Regions from separate parts of the Bos taurus genome. Here region 2 is linked to region 1. Evidence: chromatin contacts called from public Hi-C data. All regions are on one chromosome and are shown on one strand. Each heading gives the region's core, a stretch centred on a gene start, on an enhancer-like site or on the middle of the called end of the contact. The rest is flanking DNA. Distances are from core to core; before and after follow the strand shown. Region 1 overlaps KIFBP (kinesin family binding protein). Region 2 holds the start of SRGN (serglycin).

Region 1 (7,643 bases), core at 2,085-4,584:
AAAGGGCAAGGTGAAGTAGCGAGTTACCCAGAAGATCCAGCTAAGATCGTTAATGAAGGTGGCTACACTACACAGACTTTCAGTATGGCCACAACAGCCTTCTGTTGGAAGAAGAGGCCATCTAGGACTTTTCATAGCTGGGGAGAAGTCAGTGCCTGGCTTCAAAGGACAAGCTGCTGACTCTTGTTAGGGGCTAGTGCAGCTGGTGATTTTACCATTCTGAAAATCCTAGGGTCCTTAAAAATTATGCTGATTATGCTTTATGCCAGTCATGCTACCTGTGCTCTGTAAATGGAGCAACAAAACCTGGATGACAACACATGGTTTCCTGGAAATTTTAAGCTCATCGCTGAGACCTACTGTTCCAAAAAAAAAATTCCTTTCAAAGTATTATAGCTCCTTGACAGTGTACCTGGGTCATCCAAGAGCTCTTATGGAGATGTACTTACGATTAATGTTGTTTGCTAACACAACATTCATTCTGTAACCCATAGATCAAGGAGTCATTTCGACTTTCAAGTCTTATTATTTGAAGAAAAAAATCATGAGGCTATCACTGCCGTAGATGCGACTCCTCTGATATATCTGGGTAAAGTAAATTGAAAATCTGCTGGAAAGGATTCACCATTCTAGATGTCATTAAGAAGATTTGTAATTCATGGGAAGAGGTCAAAATATCAACATTAACAGCAGTTTGGAATAAGTTGACCAGACCCTCAGGGATGATTTTGAGGGCTGCAAGACTGTAGTGGAGGAAGTAACTGCAGATATAGTAGAAATAGCATGAGAACTAAAATGAAAAGTTGAACCTAGGGGACTTCCCCGGTAGTCCAGTGGCTAATAGCTCTCAAAGCAAGGGACCGACATTTGGTCCCTTTTCAGGTAATTAGATTCCACATGCCACAACCAGAGCTCTCATCCGTCACGACTGAGACCCAGTGCAGCTGAATAAATAGGTAAATAAATATTTTTAAAATGTTGAACCTGAAGGTTTGTCTGAGTTGCTACAATCTCATGCTAAATTTTGACAGATGAGGACTTGATTCTTAGGGATGAGCAAAGAAAGTGGTTTCTTGAGATGGTATCTACTCCAGGTGAAGATACTGTGAAAATTGTTGAAATGACAACAGAGGAGTTAGAATATTACATAAACTTGATAAAGTAGTGGCAGGGTTTGAGAGGATTGACTAATTTTGAGAGAAGTTCTACTGTGGGTAAAATGCTATCAAATAGCATTGCATTCTACAGAAGACATTGTTCCTGAAAGAAAGAGTCCATCATGCAGCAAACTTCTCTGTTGTCTTATTTTAAGGAACGGCCACAGCCTCCCTACCTCAGCCTTCAGTAACCAGCACCCTGATCAGTCAGCAGCCCTCAGCAATGAGGCAAGACCCTCTAACCAAAAAAAAAAAGATTATGACTCTGAAGCCTTAAATGATGTTTAGCATTTTTTTTAGCAATAAAGTATTTTTTAATGAGAATGTGTACATTGTTAAGACAATGCTATTGCACACTTAATAGACTAGACCATAGTGCAAACCTTAACTTTTATAAGCCACAGAAAACCAAAAATTCATGAGACTCATTTTACTGCGGTGATCTGGAACCAATCCAGCAATATCTGAGGTGCTTGTACTCAAAATTTAATATATGTGGTGACCTTAGTTTCTACCTGTAGGTAATACAAAAGAAAAAAAACTAGAAAGAACCTCTGGGTGGTAGGAATTTTGGGTGAGTTTCTTCCCACTGCTTCAGTTAGGACTTGTTATTTTTATAATCAAGAGTGATATAAAGAAGAATGGCATACACAATGAAAATTACAGTTGTGACCATTGGCTTACACAAGTCACGTTGTACCTTTTAGCTACGGAAGCTGAAGGAGATGTGCCAGAGCTTTATCACCAAAGAAAAGGGGAAATAGCAAGATGCTGGATCAAGTACTGTTTGACTCTCATGCAGAATGCCCAACTTTCCATGCAGGTAATACAGTCAAAAGTGATCTTTTCTGTCTTAAACAGTAGGATGTAAGTAAAAGCTTAAAATGGGAAGTATGCTCATTGGCTCACTGCATGTGTATTATTTGTGGCATGCAGAAAGCTTGTTTCTTGCTTTCCCTGTCTCAGCCTATCCAAATCTTACTCATCCATTAAGGCTGTCTCAAACAGCACCTCTTCCTTCAAGACTTGCTATTGGATAGAGCATAAGCCCCATCAGAGGGGAGTCTTCATCATATTCATACTATGTACCAATTTCTAGACATAACAGGTGCTCAAAAACTATTGAATGTATATACGATTCTTAAAGCCTACAGATCTCTTCTCCCTCAAGAACCCTCCCTAAGTCACTTGACTTTGCATTGTTCTTATTCATATTCTTATCTTATTCCTTTACCTCTTCTTAGACTGGAAGCAACCTGATGGCAGGAAATCTTACTAATCTTTATATACTTCAGACAGTAAATATATATATTGATAAAAATAGAAGTATGAATGTATCTGGAAACAGCCCTGTTAGTTTGTGGCTGTGTCTCCATGGCAGTTAACTTCTCTGTGTCTCAGTTTCCTCACAAGTAAGATGGAGATAATAATATTACTTAATAGTGTTTCTGTGAGTTAAATATGTTTAAAGGGCTCAGAAAGAGGTAACTAAGTCCTCAATCAGTGTTAACTATCATTGTTGATACCACTATTACTAATCCATACTTAATGGATTCTAGTTCCTAATCAGAGCTCTGGTGGCTCAGATGGTAAAGAATCTGCTTGCAATGCAGAAGACCCAGATTCTATCCCTGGGTCAGGAAGATTCCCCTGGAGAAGGGAATGGCAACCCATTCTAGTATTCTTGTCTAGAGAATTCCATGGACAGAGAAGCCTGGAGGGCTACAGTCCCTGGGGTCACAAAGAGTCAGACACAGCTGAGAGACTAACACTACAGAGGAAAATAAATCATTTGGATGCATATTCTCCAGGAGACTTTCCTGGAGGAGTTGTCAGGCCTCTCTTCTGTTTACATGCAGTAAAGTGTAACTGTTTTACTAGTAAATATAGAACCTTGTGAAACTACTATACAAAATAAAAGCAAACAAACCACAAAACCCCAGAAGCAGGAGTGTTTCAAAGGTGAGAGCACTTTGGAGGTAGTGCAAAGATGAGGCATATTTGGAAAAGGAAGGGTGTGGGGAGAAGAACTAGGGAGTTTTACGTCTAGAGAAACTGCAGCCTGGAAAATCTGTCAGCATTCTTCTGCTCGGAAAGCAGTCTAGAAAGTGTGTAAATAAAGACACTGCCAGGAAGCAGGTAAGTAAACACGATTTAGAGGCTTGGGCCTGCATTTGAAGTGACCGTGTCGAGCAGAGCACCCTGTGGCTTACGCTTGCCGTTCCTTTAGTCCGTGCGTTCCAGACTGGGCACTGGAATTTACCACCTGCTTGTTTTAAACTCACACAGTGACCACACCACTAAATTACTCAGATTTCTTTAATCTGGCTGTTACCTTAGCTTCATCCTTTGGTCATCTGCTTATCTGAAAAGCCTTCTTTAATTCAAGTTTAATAACATAAATTTAGGTATTTATTTCTGACAGGTTTATAGTAGTCATTGTACTATGATGAACAAAAATAGACCTGGTTTTTTACGTCATACAGAAGTGCAACTTCAGTAAGTTCCACAAAGGAGAGACACAAGATATAAAAAAGTCACAATGGGAGGAAGTAACATCCGAAGGAAGCTCTGGGAATGCGTAGGAATTTCTAGACTGGAGAAAAAGCACAGCATTCCAAGGAGCTGAAGCAGCATGTTGAAAAGTTCTGAGGTGTAGGGAGCATGGTGGTGGAAATGATGGAGCAAGGCCTGTGAGGCTGGAGCAGAGAGAGCATGTGTGATAGAAGGCCGAGTTAGAAAAGGGCTGGAACATGCTGGGCCTTCCATAACTGGAAGCCTTGGTGGGGGGCGGGAGGGTTTGGACTGATCACTTAGGTGGCAGAATGGAGGATTGAGGGAAGGCAGGTGTGGACGAGGAAGATTACTTAGGTCACTGGAACAGTGTGGGTGAGATGTGAAGGGATCTTGGGCTAGGATGGTGGCAGAAGAGATGGTGGGAAAGAGTGGGTGCAAGAGGTTATTTAGGGGGCAAGACAGAAAGGATTTGATGATAGACACGAAGTGTGGGCTAAGAGAGGAGAGAGACATCAAGGATGATTCTCCTGCATCGGCTGGCTGTCCAGATCGAGGGAGTGACCTTCACTAAAATAAGAGTAGAATAGGAACCTGTTTGCGGAAGAGGGAGAGTTCCATTGTGGACATACTGAGGATGAGGGGTCCTAGTCTCCTGAGAGGAGCAGGAGGTGTGTGAGGTGCTTTAGTTATGGGTCTGGAGCCTAATAAGAGCCCGGTGTACCTGAAGATTTGTGGGTGCTCCTCCTGTGGATGGCAACCATGGGCACAGATGGAGACACCTGTGTAGAGCTGTGCTGAGCAACAGAAATAGAAAACCAGCTACATATGTCACTTTAAGTTTTCCAGTGGCTACATTGTGCTCAGTGCTAAGTCGCTTTAGTCGTGTCCAACTCTTTGTGACCCCATGAACTGTAGCCTGCCAGGCTCCTCTGTCCTTGGGATTCTACAGGTAAGAATACTGGAGTAGGTTGCCATGCCCTCCTCCAGGGCATCTTCCCGACCCAGGGATCGAACCCATGTCTCTTATGTCTCCTGCATTGGCAAGTGGGTTCTTTACCACTAGCACCACCTGGGAAATGGTTACATTAGACAAAGAAAAAAGCAGGTGAAATTAATTTTAACTTGTATTTCTTCCACCTAGAATATATAAAGAAATATTCATTTCTATTTGTCATTAATACTAAAAAGTTGTTGCACTATTTTGTAATTTGTACTAAGTCTTGGAAATTGGGTGTATATTATTTTACACTGATCACATCTCAGTTTGGACATTTCAAATGCTCAGTAGGCATCCACGCGCAGCACATGACTCTGTTCTGAACAATGCAGATCTAGAGAGAAGACTTTTCAAATGAAGAGAAGAGCTGGCTTTGGGGCTGACCACTGGTTATCTGATGTTTAATTTTATCGTCCAGGAAGAAGAGAATGAACTGACTATTTTTCAACCATCTTAGTTCCTTCCTCTTTTTTTTTTTTTGCCCCAGGAGGTAGGGGAGATAACTTTAACTATGATGGTAGATTTAACACTGTCTTTATTTTAGTATCTTTGAGAGACCTAGAGCATTTCTCTGTAGTATATTTTATTAAATAACTTAGCATAAACATCATGCTATTAATGGTATTTCTTTGCAATATTTTTAAGACAGATTTCAGCCTTACTGTAATGTTAAAATATCAATACTAACAATGTGTTACATGTATGTAATATTTCTTACTCTTACCGTTTTCATATGCATTTGTGTTATCTGAAGGAGTAACTATAAATGAGTTAGTTCCCCAAAGAGGAAGGTAATAAACAGTTTAGTTGTGTTATTTACTTTTTTCCTAGTTCCTTTCATTTTTAATTACTTGGAATGTAACTAGAAAGAAGTCAGGATTTCCTGGTGGTCCAGTGGCTAAGACTCCACGCTCCCAATTCAGGAGGCCTGGGTTCTATCCCTGGGTCAGGGAACTAGATCCTGAATGCCTGCAAGTAAGAATTTGCTTGCCACAAACTAAAGAATCCCACATGCCACAGTTAAGAGCTGGATCAGTCAAATAAAAAAAATAGATACATATTAAAAAAAACTAGGAGTTTTAAAAAGATGTGGGCTTCCCTGGTGGCTCAGGTGATAAAGAATCTGCCTGCAATGTGGGAGATCTAGGTTGGATCCCTGGGTTGAGAAGGTCTCCTGGAAAAGGGAATGGCAACCCACTCCAATAATCTTGCCTGGGAAATCTCATGGACAGAGGAGCCTAGCAGGCTACAGTCCATATGGTCACAAAGAGCTGGACACAACTGCGTGTCTAAAAGATGTGATTATAATACCTCCCTCCACCAGATTGGGAAGTAAGAGGGTTTTCTTGTCTTTACTCTTGTGTGTTAGTTGCTCAGTTTTGTCCGACTCTTTGCAACCCCCTGGACTGTAGCCTGCCAGGCTCCTCTGCCCATGGATTTCTCCAGGCAAGAACACTGGAGTGGGTAGCCATTCCTTTCTCCAGGGGATCTTAAATTTGCTTTAGTACTGACAGCAGGAGACAAGTCAGTGTCTGTCTTCCTTAACCATAATTTATTTTTTTCTTTCAGGACAACATAGGAGAGCTTGATCTTGATAAACAATCTGAACTTAGAGCTTTAAGGAAAAAAGAACTAGATGAGGAAGAAAGTGTTAGGAAAAAAGCTGTGCAGTTTGGAACCGGTGAACTGTGTGATGCCATCTCTGCAGTGGAAGAGAAAGTGAGCTATCTGAGACCTTTAGATTTTGAAGAAGCCAGAGAGCTTTTCTTAACGGGTCAGCACTATGTCTTTGAGGCAAAAGAGTTCTTTCAGATTGATGGTTATGTCACTGACCATATTGAAGTTGTCCAAGACCACAGCGCTCTGTTTAAGGTGCTTGCATTCTTTGAAACTGACATGGAGAGACGGTGCAAGATGCATAAACGCAGAATAGCTATGCTAGAGCCCCTGATCGTGGACCTCAATCCACAGTATTACCTGTTGGTCAACAGACAGATTCAGTTTGAAATTGCACATGCTTACTATGATATGATGGATCTGAAGGTTGCCATAGCTGACAAGCTGAGGGATCCTGATTCACACATTGTGAAAAAAATCAATAATCTGAATAAGTCAGCACTAAAGTACTATCAGCTCTTCTTAGACTCTCTGAGAGACCCAAATAAAGTCTTTCCTGAGCATATAGGGGAAGATGTTCTTCGCCCTGCCATGTTAGCTAAGTTTCGAGTTGCCCGCCTCTATGGCAAAATCATCACTGCAGATCCCAAGAAAGAGCTAGAAAATTTGGCAACATCATTGGAACATTACAAATTTATTGTTGATTACTGTGAGAAGCACCCTGAAGCTGCCCAGGAAATAGAAGTTGAGCTAGAGCTTAGTAAAGAGATGGTAAGTCTTCTTCCAACAAAAATGGAGAGATTCAGAACCAAGATGGCCCTGACTTAATTATCCTTGTTTCTAATGACAGAAGATGTGCAATAATGAGGAGATTTTTCCCCCTTAGTTAAACAGACCCAGTTCCATTGTGATGTTTAACTTAATAGCCAGGTGAGTGCTGTTTGACCTGGAGATAAGTCAGCCCAATTGAGTCTTTGCTAGGACCTTAATCAGCATAATTAATAATTTATACCTAATTATGTAAATACATTGCCTTGTTAAGTGACATGTGATTGGTATTTTAGATTGCTCGTTTCCTATTTAAATATAAGCCTTTTCTGCCTCATTTTCTAAAAGTAGGTTTTTTGTTGGCTAATATTTACTTGATGGATTTGTTAAGGGAAAAAATGCTGGCTAATATACCTGGGGGGCAAACTGTTACTGTATTAAAATTGAAAAAGTAACTTCTTGTAGTTATTCTTCCCAAAATATTTACTTTCCTTAAAAAAAAAAAGTTTCCTTTCTGAGATATTAAAAAACTAAGTTATGTTGTAAAATATTGTGGTATGTTTCATTATAGAGAAAAAAAAGGCCTT
Region 2 (7,643 bases), core at 2,231-4,730, 180 kb after region 1:
CCAGAAGCATCCAGATACTTTTCTGTCTTAGCTACAGTCTCCCCATGCACTGAAGGGAGGGGAGGGGAGAATGAGAGTAGAACTGAAAGAATGGGAAATTCAAAGGATGACGGAGATCTAAGAATAAAAATATGCTTTTTAAAGAAAAGAATTTTTTTTTTCTGCAAAGCCCTATTTTTACTCAGGAGATGTTTTCTTATTTATGTGGATTCCAAAAAGATAAAGACACCTTTTTAAAAGGTTGATTTTTTAAAAGGTGTTTTATTATGGAAATTCTAAAAACATTTTACGGTAGGGAGACTAGTATAATGAGCCCCCACTTTTCCCATTGCTCATCTTCAAAAGCAATCATCCGCCCACTGATACACCTCTCTTATCCCCTCTCCTCAAACTGGATTATTTAGAAACAAATCCCAGTCATTTTATCATTCTAAACAGGAACATTTCAGTACATACCTCTAAAAAGAAGACTAAAAGGAAGACTTCTGATGATTACAGATCTTAATCTTGTTGCTTCCTTGTTCATCCTCTGTCACTGGACTATGAAGTAGGAAATCTGAGTTCTGACCTGGTATTGACACTTGCCAGCTGTGTGACCAGCTGCAAGTCACATAACCTTTCTGGACTTGTGCTTTTCCCATCTGAGTGGGTGAGGTAGGTGATTTCTAAGGTCTCTTCCAGTTCTAGAAATCAAAAGTTCATGAAAAATCACTCTTTTATCCTCCAGAAACATAATGCAGATTTGCTACAGTATCTATTTCCTGTTTTCTTGGGTGGCGGGAGTGCCCAGTTCAGAGTCAAGACCTTCTCAAGTGAAGAGCCAAGAAAGTCCCAGAGGCTGCTGAGTGGCAGAATCTTTAACTTGGAGTTTTTGAAAAGAACTGAGCCCTGGAGCTGTCCCTTGGGACACTTTTGTGCTGCCTTCAGTATCTCCTCTGACAACCTCAATTTGTCTTAAAACAGCATCACTTTGTTGTAACAAGTGTTCTGCTGAGTTGTGATGCTAGGAAAGTTCAAGTGCTCCAGACTCCCCTTTTCCAAAGACCACCCAGATACCAATAGCTAGTGAAAGATAGTGTTTGTATTGCTCTGGAATGGGGTGGGGGTTAGTTACACTTTAAGACAACAAGGAACTGTTCCAGGATGACTCTTAAGGCATAAAGATACTCATTTTAGAGGTAAATCAAGTAAAGTAGGTGCATTTAAGGTTGCCTGGTGAGGGGCTCCCCTGGTGGCTCAGTGGTAAAGAATCTGCCTGCTAATGCAAGAGACAACGTGTTCGGGTTCGAGGTTTATCGGGGAAGACGCCACATGCCGCAGGGCAGCCTGTGTGCTGCAATTACTGAAGCCCGCCTGCCGAGAGCCTGTGCTCTGCAAGAGAAGCCACTGCAATGAGAAGCTTGTGTGCTGCAACAAAGAGTAGTCCCCGCTCGCCGCAGTGAGAGAAAAGCCCTCACAGCAACAAAGACCTAGCATGGTCAAAATTAAATAAATACATAAATAAACATTAAAAAGAAGAACTCCATTAAAAAAAAAAAAAAAAAGGTTGCCTGGTGAATGAAGGATTAAATGGAATGGAATTTGTCTTTTGTAGAGGTTGAGGTTTAGGGAAAGATAGGGGTCCTTTTTGACTAACGGAGGACACTTTGGGCAAGAAGACCATACCCAACCCACAGGACCACTGCCAACACGACTCTCAGAGTCATGAGCTCTCATGGGTGCCCCTCATTGGTGTCCCACATCATCCTTAGAACTAGAATGATGGGCACGCAAGGAGTACGTGGCCTAGCATCTCTCATCTGGTCAGTGAGCTCAGACCCAGGACTTGTGGCTTCTGCAGGCATGTGTCCTGCTCTTGCACAGCTTGAAGAGGACTAGGGAACTGAAGCCGGGGGACGACTATTTGGAAAAAGAAACTTGGTTGTCAGTGTAGCAGAAACAGGGCAAATGCTAATGAATATTGTGAATACTTAAAAAAAAAAATTACTAAAACCTAGAGAATAAAAAAAATACTCAAGAGGAAAAAGGCTCCAAAATTACCATTTTAAAGCACAAGCTCTAATCAGATCTGAGAACTTACTGAAAGGGGACTTATTTAAGCTATTGACAGGGATTATTGTTTTGGTGCCAGGGTTTTAAATTGGGGGATAGACTTAAAAGGGGCCAAAGATGAGGGTTGTTATTTCAATCTGAAACTAGTATTCCACGGTGGGGAACTCACTGGATTTGAGAGTCTGGGGGTTGTTTACTGCACTTGGAGTTGTCCCTGGACACATTTCCAGCTGGTTCTGAGGAGGGTCAAAATGTGCATGCTTTGCAGCCTTTGTGGACTTGCACCACAGCTGCTCAGCGATTAGTCTGAGGCCCCTCCTTGGCAGGAAATGGTAAAGGAATCAGCAGGAAGCCAAGAACAAGGGAAGGGAAACTCCTCCCTCCTGTCAAAGGACAGGCCAGAGGGAGGATGAAAATGGAAAGTGGGCATTGCATTAGACATGCATTTCAACATTAGACATGTTGAAATGGAGAGAGTGTGTGTTTCAAGGGCAAGAGTGTGTGATAAACTGTTGTGTTATTATGTGACTTTATTATGGAGCCTGTACGTCGTGTTCCTCAGGCTTCAGTCAGCATATGATCCCCAGGATATGGGGGAGATGCTATTCTTTTACTTTGTTTTGTGTTTTCTGAGGTCCAGCAGCCCACTGACAGGAAAGCCTCCCCTTGTTTCTGATTTCTGGCTTATTCAAGGCCAGAGCACCTGAAAGTCAAGTTGAAAATTTTTACCAGGAGGAAACAACAAAACAAAAAGAGTATAAATGGAATCAAATCATAAGAAATGTTCGGTGTGAAGGAGCAGAGGACTGCAAAATCATTTCTGTGTTTTACCCAGTTCTTCATAATCAAAAATCCTCACTAGATTCTTGAGGCAGAGGGAGAGCTGCTGGTCCAGGGAGAGAAACTGAATCTGATCAGAAGAAACCAGTTATCTGAAATCCAACAACACTTTCTTGTAGATTAGAACTCAGCTTTGAAGTTTCACTTGTTATGCTTGGCTCTGTGAGTTATGCTACCCCTGATGAAAAATAAAATCAAGAATATTTTACTTTGAAGGGCCTCAGTGATGAAAAGGCAACATCCAACTCTCTTATCTCATCAGCTGTGCAGTGGGCTAGCAAACTTGTGTTTAGATTGTTACCTGAAGAAAGAAAAAACAAAGTGTCCTGAATGCTGATTCTACTGTTTCAGTGGGAAACAATTTCTAACAGGCAAGTGTCAAACAACAAAACTTTTGAGAAAGCAGACCTGGGGAGAGTTCACTGCAGTTTCATAACGGGTATGAAACTGCCTTTTTCTTTTTTTTCTAAATCTTTCTGGGGTTGATGTGGATCTCTTTCTATTTGTTCAGGAAACTGTGACGTGTGTTCTGGGCAGGGTTTGAGGTTTTGGAACCTTTTCAAAAAGGGACAGAGAGCACCCGGCTACACTTCCCTGCTGTGAGGTTGGTGTGTGAGTGGTGGAGCTGAAGCAAGTTGGTCACCATGCAGGTGCTCCTCCAGTGCGCTAGGCTTGTTCTGGCTCTTGCCTTCATCCTGTTTTCATCTTCAGTTCAAGGTAAGACCCAGTAATCTTGTCACCTTATAATCTTGTATGCCCCAGGGTCCACACAAATGATTATAGTCACTCTAAGGCATAGAATATAGTATATTATGGGAAAGTAGGCCGAGAAAAAAAAAAAGAATTTGGGGTAGCTGAACTCCTTAGAGTGAAGTTGGTTAAGTTTGGTACCAAAAAAAAAAAGTTAAACTCTGAGGCAGCTACGGCCTTGTAAGTTCTTAAAATGATTGAAATGTATTATTTTATTGTCAGGTGAAAATGGCCTACAAATTTTTAAAGGTTCAAGAAAGGAATAGAGAAAATGGTTTAACCTCTAAGTGCCCACATCTATCCCAAGTTTTAATAATTAGTGATGTTATAATTATTTTGACACTGGGAAATACTATTTTTAAAATCAGAGTAAATTTACTTGTATTTTCTCTTTTAAAAACCTGGTTCTAAGTGAAAATTCAATTACGTTTAGACACAGCTAATGAATACCCTCTCAGATTTTAAAGAAAGGCCAAAGAATTTTAGTAATTGTGTCGTTGCTCAGAGAAACAGCATATTTGGAAAATTCTTGTTAGGTCTATCTTTTAGGATTGTTTAGTCAGAATGAAACAACTTAAAAACCTTTAATGACTAAGAAAATGAAAATGATCAGTTTGTAAGAAAAACACAGTTTCTTCTCCTTTGGTAAATAAGGGATTATAGTCATGGCCTGATAAGTAGAAGGGAGAATTTATAGTAGAAAAACACTAAGTTCCTCCGCATCGTAAAGGAAATATTGAGTCACAGTGATGCACACATCTAGATACGTTTCTTCGAGGTGACTTCTAGTTGTCTTGTTTTTACTTCTGGTGGAAATGAAATTGTACACATAACCTCAGATACATTCATTATATATTGGAAATTTATAAAATCACTTTCTTCTTGTTATACAATTGTTGAAGAAAAACCAGCAAATAATGTTGATGAAACCTTTCCATTAATCTATTTATTTTTTTAAAGGATAAAACATTGTCGATTGTAAGGAACAGGCTTTACTCCGATCTTTCAGGGAAAACCTTCAGCCAATGAAATAATTCCCTAATGTGTTCTGACAAGATCCAGGCAGTCAAGTCCGTGTTTGTAGAACAGACCTGAGTGACCTGTTGGTGTTGGGTCTACTCTGACCAGAGCTTGATGAATCTTTACATCTTCAAAATCTCCCAGAAATGTCACATTTCCCACTAAGATTCAATAGGGAAAACTAAAAACAAAAGTGTTCTTTGTATAATAGGTATTTTCCAGAAAGTAGTGAAGAAACCGTTATAAAATTTTATAAAATACTAATATTTATGCCATCACTAGGTACGTTTTGCTCTGTGTTGGGAAGGGAACCAAAAATGAGAATGAATAGACTGAAAAACTAGGGAGTTTCCAAAGGAGAAGTGCAGTTGGTATTGGAATTAACGGTTTGTGCCTACATTTGAATAAGAAGGGAAATAGACGCCCACCCACTGGCTCTGTGTGTGTGTGTGTGTGCGTGCGAGCACGCGTGACATCAACTCAAGGCTGCGAAGAGGTCTCTATTTCATAATATTCTATGTGATGCCAGATATGATTCTGTAGCCCTCTTTCCCCACTTAAAAATACTTTTTTTTCTTAACCCATTGATTTGACGGAATGATCAATTCCACTAGGCTTTTGGCTTGTTTTTACTGAAACGAAACATCTCAGGTTACTGTATTAGTTTGCTAGGGCTGCCATAACAAAGTACCACAGGCTGGGTGGCTTAAACAACAGGAATTTATTCCTTACAGTTCTGGAGACTAGAAGTTCAAGATCAAAGTGTCGGCTGGGTTAGTTTCATCCTGAAGATTTTCTCCTTGGCTTGTAGATAGCCATCTTATCTCTGTCTTCACATGGTCCTTTGTGTGTTTCTGTGTCCTGATCTCCTTTTCTTATAAGGACAACAGCCATACTGGATTAGGGCTCACCCATGTAAACTCATTATATCTCAACTATCTCTTTTAAGTCCCTATCTCCAAATACAGTCCTATTCTGAGGTATTAGGGGTTAGCACTTCAGTACATTGAGTTGGAGTGACACAATTCAGTCCACATCAGTGACTATAAGTGAAGCTGAAATAAAAACATGCTATAAAAGTCCATCTATCAAGTGCAAAGAGTCGGAAGTTTGGCAAGGTGTGGGAGACCCTGGAGAGGACAGATGGCTAATCAATTTAATGTAGAGCTCCAGGAGATTACTGATGAGGCCTGTGAATCCCAAATTCTTTTATTAACTCTCTTTTTCAAAGATGCCCATAAAGAAGGAAAATGGAAAATCCATGAGCAGGTGTAGCCAGGGGGTCATTGCCAGACCCTATGTCCACTCTACACTGCCTCTGAGTTCACAATAATATTGATCCCACCAGTGTTCACTGCTGTTCAATTGTAAAGTGATTTAGCATCCATTCTCAGGTAAATGGTCATCACATTCCCTGTGAGGAGGAATTAATACCAATTTATAGAGACGAAAACTGGATCTTAGATTCATTATCTCATTTCCTCTTTACATCAACCTCTTGCAAAAAATGCGTGAGACTTGCCCTAGACCCATTACAACTAATTAATGGCAGAGCTGGTCACCTGATTTCAAGTGCAAATTAACTTTCTACGGCAATTTAGCTGTTTCCTAGGTGGAGTAGCGATTGTCTTTATTTAAAACAACCTTGCTTTGACTACAGCTCTTACTACAAAAACCACTGAGTTGAGGGACAGAGAGGGAGAAATTGAAAGTAAACTTGGAACTTTTTATAGCTTGTCAAAAAAACACACAAGGGTGAGCTGATTGGCCAGGAGGAAGCAGCTCCAACTTAGATAGTGGTGTCTGTTTGGATGCCACTAAACAATGAATGAAAATGGTCTTTTTTCTCCCCTAACATGGCAATTTTAAAGTTTTTCTAACAAACCCGCAGCAAGTCTCCATTAAGAATAGGAAATTAGTAAACTGTGATGACGTTGGGGAAATATTGATACTACAATGTAAAAAGATCCAGAGAGATTACTGGGGTAAGTTATTTGCCCAGTGTCAGAGGTTTATTTTTATAAATGGTAATATTTATTCATAGACAGTGTTTTGCTAAAGTAGAACTAGTAGACTCTGTGTATGAGATGAAGACAGAGACACAGAGAGAAAGGACAGGGGTAGGCAGTGAGGGAAGTGATTCCAAATAAAAAACATTCTTCTTCCTTGCATCCACTACAGAATTAACTAGGAGACCTGTAAGTGGGACCTCTTAGGAAGATCATTTTTCTGTCCATGAGCATGTTTCCTCTTATGTTTTAAATTACGGTAATCACAAGACACTTCTCTCAAGCAGAAGAGAATCAAGATACTCCCACACATTGCGGGGTTGGAACTGTCGAATTTTCACATCCTGCCAACACTCTTGAATAAATATATCAGGAACTTGGTATCTGTAACCATGTTCTTTATTTTAAAGCAGATTTAAGATCCCCAGTCTGTGTTAATCATTTTGTAATGTGTAATAATGGAGGATCACTATGTTATGCATCTGAAACAAATATAGTGTTATAGGCCAGTCATACTTAAAAAGAAACCCACCTCATATTGTTTTATTTATATAAAATGTCTAATTTGGTAAAAAATACAGAGACAAAAAGTAGATTGATTACTGGTTACTTAGGGATGAGACACATAAGATACAGGAGTTGGATAGCTAAAGGACAGAGGATTTCTCTGTGATGATAAAATTGTTTTAAATTTGTGCACATACCTATGAACATGCTAAAAAAACCCCCACTGAAATGTACATATTAGAAGAGTGAATTGTGTGCCGGGTTAAATATGTTAAATACCAATAAAACTTTTTAAAATTAAAACAAATGAAGTAAAATCATCAGTCTCAAGTTGTTTAGTCGCTAAGTCGTGTCTGATCCTTTGTGACCCCATGGACTGTAGTCTGCCAGGCTCCTCTGTCCATAGGATTTCCCAGGCAAGAATACTGGAGTGGGTAGTCATTTCCTTCTCCAGAGGATCTTTCT

Evidence for each region. Hi-C and Micro-C count contacts between places; a contact is called where the count stands out from the background.
Region 2: a contact with region 1 is called in a Hi-C map of liver, with 1.8 times the contacts expected there. The contact joins the promoter of SRGN here to the enhancer-like site in region 1. A contact is called at or near these places in 3 of 11 Hi-C or Micro-C datasets (liver, skeletal muscle and an unstated tissue).

What each region holds. Positions count from the first base shown.
Region 1 is chr28:25,295,022-25,302,664 of ARS-UCD2.0, forward strand. It overlaps KIFBP (kinesin family binding protein), which reads left to right. Exons shown (of 7, transcript NM_001034559.2): 6 at 1,865-1,980; 7 at 6,241-7,643. The coding sequence ends at 7,116. Among named protein-coding and RNA genes, the nearest start is that of KIFBP, 51 kb to the left of the region's middle. Within about 2 kb of position 3,335, at least 6 of the 102 cell types and tissues checked have an H3K27ac peak or open chromatin away from gene starts, as enhancers often do. A contact at or near this core is called in liver, where this site is marked.
Region 2 is chr28:25,471,295-25,478,937 of ARS-UCD2.0, forward strand. It overlaps SRGN (serglycin), which reads left to right and starts at 3,481. Exons shown (of 3, transcript NM_001025326.2): 1 at 3,481-3,609. The coding sequence starts at 3,537.